Linked DNA regions of Drosophila melanogaster: region 1 is linked to region 2. A link is a contact called in public Hi-C data. All regions are on one chromosome and are shown on one strand. The core of a region is the stretch at or near the end of the contact, and the rest is flanking DNA. Distances in the headings are between cores, read along the strand shown.

What was found. Hi-C and Micro-C count contacts between places; a contact is called where the count stands out from the background.
Region 1: a Hi-C map of the Kc167 cell line shows a contact between it and region 2, with 5 times the contacts expected there. The contact joins the promoter of cyst here to the promoter of poe in region 2. A contact is called at or near these places in 5 of 107 Hi-C or Micro-C datasets (the Kc167 cell line, the S2 cell line, larval brain and 1 more).

The regions. Positions count from the first base shown.
Region 1 is chr2L:19,507,476-19,510,189 of dm6, reverse strand. It overlaps cyst (cysts), which reads left to right and starts at 1,426. Exons shown (of 2, transcript NM_165305.5): 1 at 1,426-2,700. The coding sequence starts at 2,004. It overlaps Hasp (Hig-anchoring scaffold protein), which reads left to right. Exons shown (of 17, transcript NM_136134.7): 17 at 53-1,237. The coding sequence ends at 1,031.
Region 2 is chr2L:8,070,165-8,073,083 of dm6, reverse strand. It overlaps poe (purity of essence), which reads left to right and starts at 1,460. Exons shown (of 13, transcript NM_057638.4): 1 at 1,460-1,636; 2 at 1,818-1,912; 3 at 2,036-2,448; 4 at 2,704-2,919. The coding sequence starts at 1,518. It overlaps MED20 (Mediator complex subunit 20), which reads left to right and starts at 236. Exons shown (of 1, transcript NM_079924.3): 1 at 236-1,272. The coding sequence starts at 323. The coding sequence ends at 1,081. It overlaps Trf (TBP-related factor), which reads right to left and starts at 189. Exons shown (of 2, transcript NM_057591.4): 1 at 1-189. The coding sequence starts at 113.

The DNA of each region.
Region 1 (2,714 bases), core at 177-2,676, about 11 Mb before region 2:
GAAACCGTCCTCCATGTGGTAAACTCCACTAATGAATCTCTGCGTCTTGCAGGAACTACACAGAGGGCTGGGTAACCGAAGCGGATGAGGGCCGCGACTCTACACTGGAATACCGGCTGAGCATTGTGGATGCGGCCAGCGACGACTCCGGGTTCTATTCGTGCATGACCCCAGCTCGGCATGAGCACACCGTGGAGGTGGTGGTGCGGGCCATCAACTGCCCGGAGATACCGATGCGACGCGGCCTGATCGTGAACACCAACGATACTAAGCTGAGCACGCGGGCGCTGCTGTCCTGCGCTAACGGGAACTCCTTGATTGGCGCCTCGGAGCTGTTCTGCCTACCGAGTGGCAATTGGAGCGCACCGTTGCCGGTCTGCGAGAGCGTCGAGTGCGGCGACATCCCGCTGGGAATGGGCAGCAACGCGAGCTCGCCCCGTGTGTCCGTGCTGTCGCGCGAGGTGGGCGGCCGGGCGGCCTTCTCGTGCGCCTCCGGTTACGGGCTGCGTGGTCCGGCGGAGGCGATCTGCAATCCGACGGGCGAGTGGTCAGCGCCGCTGCCCACCTGCGTCGAGGTGCAGTGCGACAATCCGGGGGCGCCGCAAAATGGTTACGCCCAGGGCTCAGCACCTTATCGTGCCGGCGACGTGGTCCAGTTCAATTGCAATCCCGAGTACATGATGCAGGGCCAGCCGATCATTGCCTGCCAGGATAATGCCAGGTGGTCTGGCGGGCTGCCCAAGTGCGTGCAGGCCTGCTCGTATCCGGGCACCGTCATCAGCGGCAGGATGTCCTCCGTCAAGTTCTACTACGCCATCGGCGAGAGCATCACGTTCACTTGCGATGCCGGACTGGATCTGCGCGGCTCCAAGGTGCTCAAGTGCCTTAAGAACGGCAAGTGGTCCAGTGCCATTCCCACGTGCGTGACAAACGAGGGTCCTGTCGGCGGAGGAGGAGGAGGAGGAGGAGGCGGCGGCGGAGGATCCGGATCCGTGGCCACCAACAAGCACCTGGCCACCACCATGGGCTAGAGCGATTCGGATTGCCGGTTGCTTCAGAGTGATACTAATACATATTACTACCTACTAACTAATGCACATTCCAGGCGCACAGTCACGCGTTTACCAACTAGTAACGCCATTCTTGCGATTCAATTGTAACTGTAGCGTAACTGTAGCCCTGTACTGTATCGCACGGCCATCATTTTACTTTCAATAAATGTTCGTCGAATAAAGACAAAAGTTCTTCTGTTTTAATTATATTTTGATTTCCGTTACATAGTTAGGATTAAATTTGAATTCAAATGTAGTGTTGTTAATCGGAATCGGAATGGTTGGGCGCTTCTTTTCAGCACTGGTTATGTTAGCGACAGCGCTGTTAAATGTAAAGTGTGCCGCCGTCATGGTCACACTGCCCGACTGCTGGCGATAGTATCGGGTAAGCATCGATATAAGTTCCAACCCCAGCTCGAATCGCATTTAAATTTTAAAACGCTGGCAGAAATCTCACTAGCTTAAGATTCCGTTTAGTTTTCGGTTAAGTGCAACGGCCAGTATTCCCTTTCCCGCACGCGAAGCACCCGTTCGAATTTATCGTTTAAAACTCACGCATTCCCCTCGCCCACGCACTGCTGTTGATGCTGCTGAGCTGCCGTTGTTGTTGCTGTTGTTGCTTCCACTGCTGTTGTGTGGCTGCTGTTATTGTGGTTGTTGTTGGTGCAAGGACAAGTGACGTCCTTCGAAAAAGGCGCAACAATTTACGTCGCGCAACAAGGTGTTTTCGGGGGTGGCGGGAAAATCAATAAATAGCAAAAAGCAAGTGCATACACAAGTGTATATGTACGTATGTACACACATATATGCATGTATGGTGCCCGTCGCGGTTGAGTGTGTGTGCGTTGTATACTGAAACTTTCTTTTTCTAGGCAGCCAGCTGTAAAATAGAACACAGTCGCTAAACAAAGGAAATTGGCCCAAAACGCAGAGAATTCAGTAGACCCTATTATGGACAACGCGGGCGAGGACAGCGACAATGATGTGGTCACCGATTTTCTGAACTCCAACTGCAGCGAGTCCTCGGAAGCGCTGGTTAATGGTGGCTCTACCAACCGAGGCGCCTCCATCGAAAGCCAGAACTATTGCATACCCGTAATAAACGCACCCGTTCCTGGTCCAGCGCGCGCCCCCATTGCTCCGCCACCAGCATCTAATCCTGCCAGCAACACCATCAATAACAACAACATGATACCCACCATAAATGTGACGCCACACAGTCCCGCCCTGGCCTCCAAGTACAACAACATATTCGAGGACACGCTGAGCCAGCTGCAGAACATCCGCGAAACGGTCGTCCAGATGAAGAACTCCTCCTCGCCTAGCCAGCACATGCAGGACGGCAGCTTGGCCAATCATGGACTGCTCAGCGCAGCTATACTGAGTACTTCGCTGCCCGATCTTACGGGGACGGGCACGGGTCCCGCGTCCGGTGGCTCCAACTACGCCATGTGGTCTTCCACGGCACCGCAGCAGTGCCAGTTTCTTCACACAGACCGCCGGAAATCCTGGACAGCCGTGGACGATGGCAGCGGCGCTGGCGACTGCACCAACAAGAGCGTCAGCCTATCCAGCCTGGACAGCGAGGAGCAGGAAACCATTCGCGTCACCGAGCAGCGACGAAGGTCGGCCAGGAACAGCACTGGAGGTAGATATGCACTA
Region 2 (2,919 bases), core at 211-2,710:
GCAACGGGCTGTTGCGGCTGCAGGGCTGCGTGCGGATTGGCGGCAGCATTGCTGGTCGCAGCCACATTATCCCTGTCCCTTTCAGCGTCCGCGACTTTAAAGTGAAACTGCATTGCCGAAAATTATAAACAAATCCGCACGCGACGTGGCCAGTGTTGTCCTATTTTATTGCTGACGAAAATTGTATGCCGGTTTGGTATTTTTATTTGTCTAACTTTTCTCATGACTAAAAAGTCAGCACTGGTCACACTGGACGCTTTTAGCTTGCAAGACTTGTAAACAAAATTAATAAAACTAAAAAGCTGACATTATTGCATAAACTATGGGAGTAACTATCCTTCAACCGTATCCCTTACCCGAAGGCAAATCGGGTGCCCACATAATCGATCAGCTGAGCAAGCGTCTGCTCGCCCTGGGCGCCACACATGCCGGTCAATTTCTGGTGGACTGCGAAACGTTCATCTCGACGCCACAGCCGCACAATGGAGCACCTGGACGCGCAGTCCACGTCCTGCACAACTCCGAGTATCCCGCCTCCACGTTCTCGATCATCGACAATGGCACCGGCAAACAAGTGGCCATTGTCGCCGACAATATCTTCGATCTGCTCATGCTCAAGATGACCAACACCTTCACCTCCAAAAAGCAGACCAAAATCGAGTCCCGTGGCGCTCGTTTCGAGTATGGTGACTTTGTTATCAAACTCGGTTCCGTCACCATGATGGAGCACTTCAAGGGCATCCTCATCGAAATCGAGTACAAGTCATGCGTGATTCTGGCCTACTGCTGGGAAATGATACGCGAAATGCTGCAGGGATTCCTCGGCATTGCTGTGAATAAGGACTTTCCCTCCTATTTCGCTCCACAGACAATAATGACGGCAATGGGGCAACAGCAGCTGCATGCCAAGCACAACGACATCTTTGAGCCAATGGACACCGTGAAACAATACCTGGAGCAGTTCACCAACTATAGGAAGCATGTGACTCTTATGGGCGGTATGGGCAGTGGACCGGGTAGCCAACAGGTTGGTCCGAACGTGCATATGTCGCCGGCGGTGGCGGGACTACATCGATCCTGATCCGCCGACGTCAAGCTGGAGCCACCGGATGAGCCTGCAGCCGATTAAGATGTTTAGAAGATAATTTAAACAAAAAAAATATACATATGTCACTAATATTTAATAATTAAATAATCATTATTTTAAAGCTAGCATCACTAGTTTGCTTTACATATTTTAGACGAATAAACAAAACATTTATTAGCTTGTCCAAATACGTTTAAAATATTATAGTTATATATATATATATATATATATTTTGTGCAGTGTACAGTTTTTTTCATATATTGGTTATTCACTACTTTTTTATGTATTTTTAAAACAGCTGATTGGAATAATGATTAAAGCTGTGTGGTATCCCTGCTCGCACGGCATTTTACCGTTAATGAAATCTGGCCACACAGTAGGCCGAGTACTCAGTACTATCGGGCAAATTGACGAGATTATTTAAACAATAATGTCGGCCCACAGCGGCGGAACGGATTGGAATTCCGTTGTTAAAGCCCTGATACTTAACCGTACAGGAGCCTTAAACAAGAACGAAGTTGTTAATTTGCTCAAAGCTATCACGCGATGGTAAGTACAAACGATCATCTAGAACTTTTCGCCTACCGAATGGCGTAGTGAAAAATTTTCTGCTAGTGCAAAAAGTGACTTGCAAAATTAAATATGGCCGCTCCGGTGACGAAATAGCAAAAAGCTTTGAAAATTCTTTAATATCGAGAACTAACAACGCTCTATTCCGATATTTGCATAGCGAACATGACTTTTTCGAGGAGGAAAGCAATTTCACGCAGTTTTACACGGCCTTTGCGGCCCTGGCGGCGGACAAACTTATGCAAATCAAGACAAGTAAGTGCACCCTAATGATTTTTCGCCAAATGAAAACAAAACAAAGAAATGTTTGGCCAAGAATCGAGTGATTCACTTGCGCCAATTCGCGTTCGCTACATTTATCATCTTGGTGCTTTTCAGTTTGCCAGACGCAGATTTGTCAGTTGCACGATGCCACCGCCGTGCTTATCCGGTTTATTATCTATAGACTGCCCAGGGTGTCCGTCTACGAGACCAAGTGGCTCCTGGGCGCCCTCAAGATGCTCTGCGAGGGCCGGGAGTGCCCAGCATCAGCGTCGTCATCCATGTTCGACTACAATGCGGTGGCTAATGTTCTTAAAAGCTGCAAACATCCCGAGTCGACCACCAAGAGCATTATGCCCAGCAGCAGTTCCTCCGGAAGTGGGGCCAGCAACGACAAGGAGTCGCCCAAGTCGGAGATTAAGCGATCCCGGTCGGACCTGTCCTCGGTTATTCTGCAGCAACTGATTGCTCCTTTAGAGCCCGGCAAGATGACTTGGGTTCCACTCAGCGAGGAGGTCACCGACTGCACTGTGAGCAAATAACTTAAACTCCTGTTTTAATAGCTTCCCTAAGATCGGTCATATTTGTCTGTTATTATTATAAATTACTCTTGAATTGAGTAGGTACGGATATATTACACAACTAAACTAAAATGCAATATTCTATCTAATGAAAATATTTATCCTACTCGATCAATTTAGAAGTTGTGTATAACTATTAGCTATGAGCAAATTTATATTTTCTTAAAAACGAGATACGCAATATTAAAAGCTTACTTCTTTCAGGAACAAATCCTGGCGGCCAATGTGGAGTACTTCCAGGAGCAAAACGGAGTGGATACCCTGCTGGATGTGTGTGTGAGCCTGCCCATACTCAATCGATACCGATCCAAATATATGGAGACCATCAACGGCGGTAAATCGCTTTATTTGCCACTGACCCAAGTGGAGGCCACTGCAGTGAAATCGAGCATGAATCACATGCTTACTGATCTGACTATT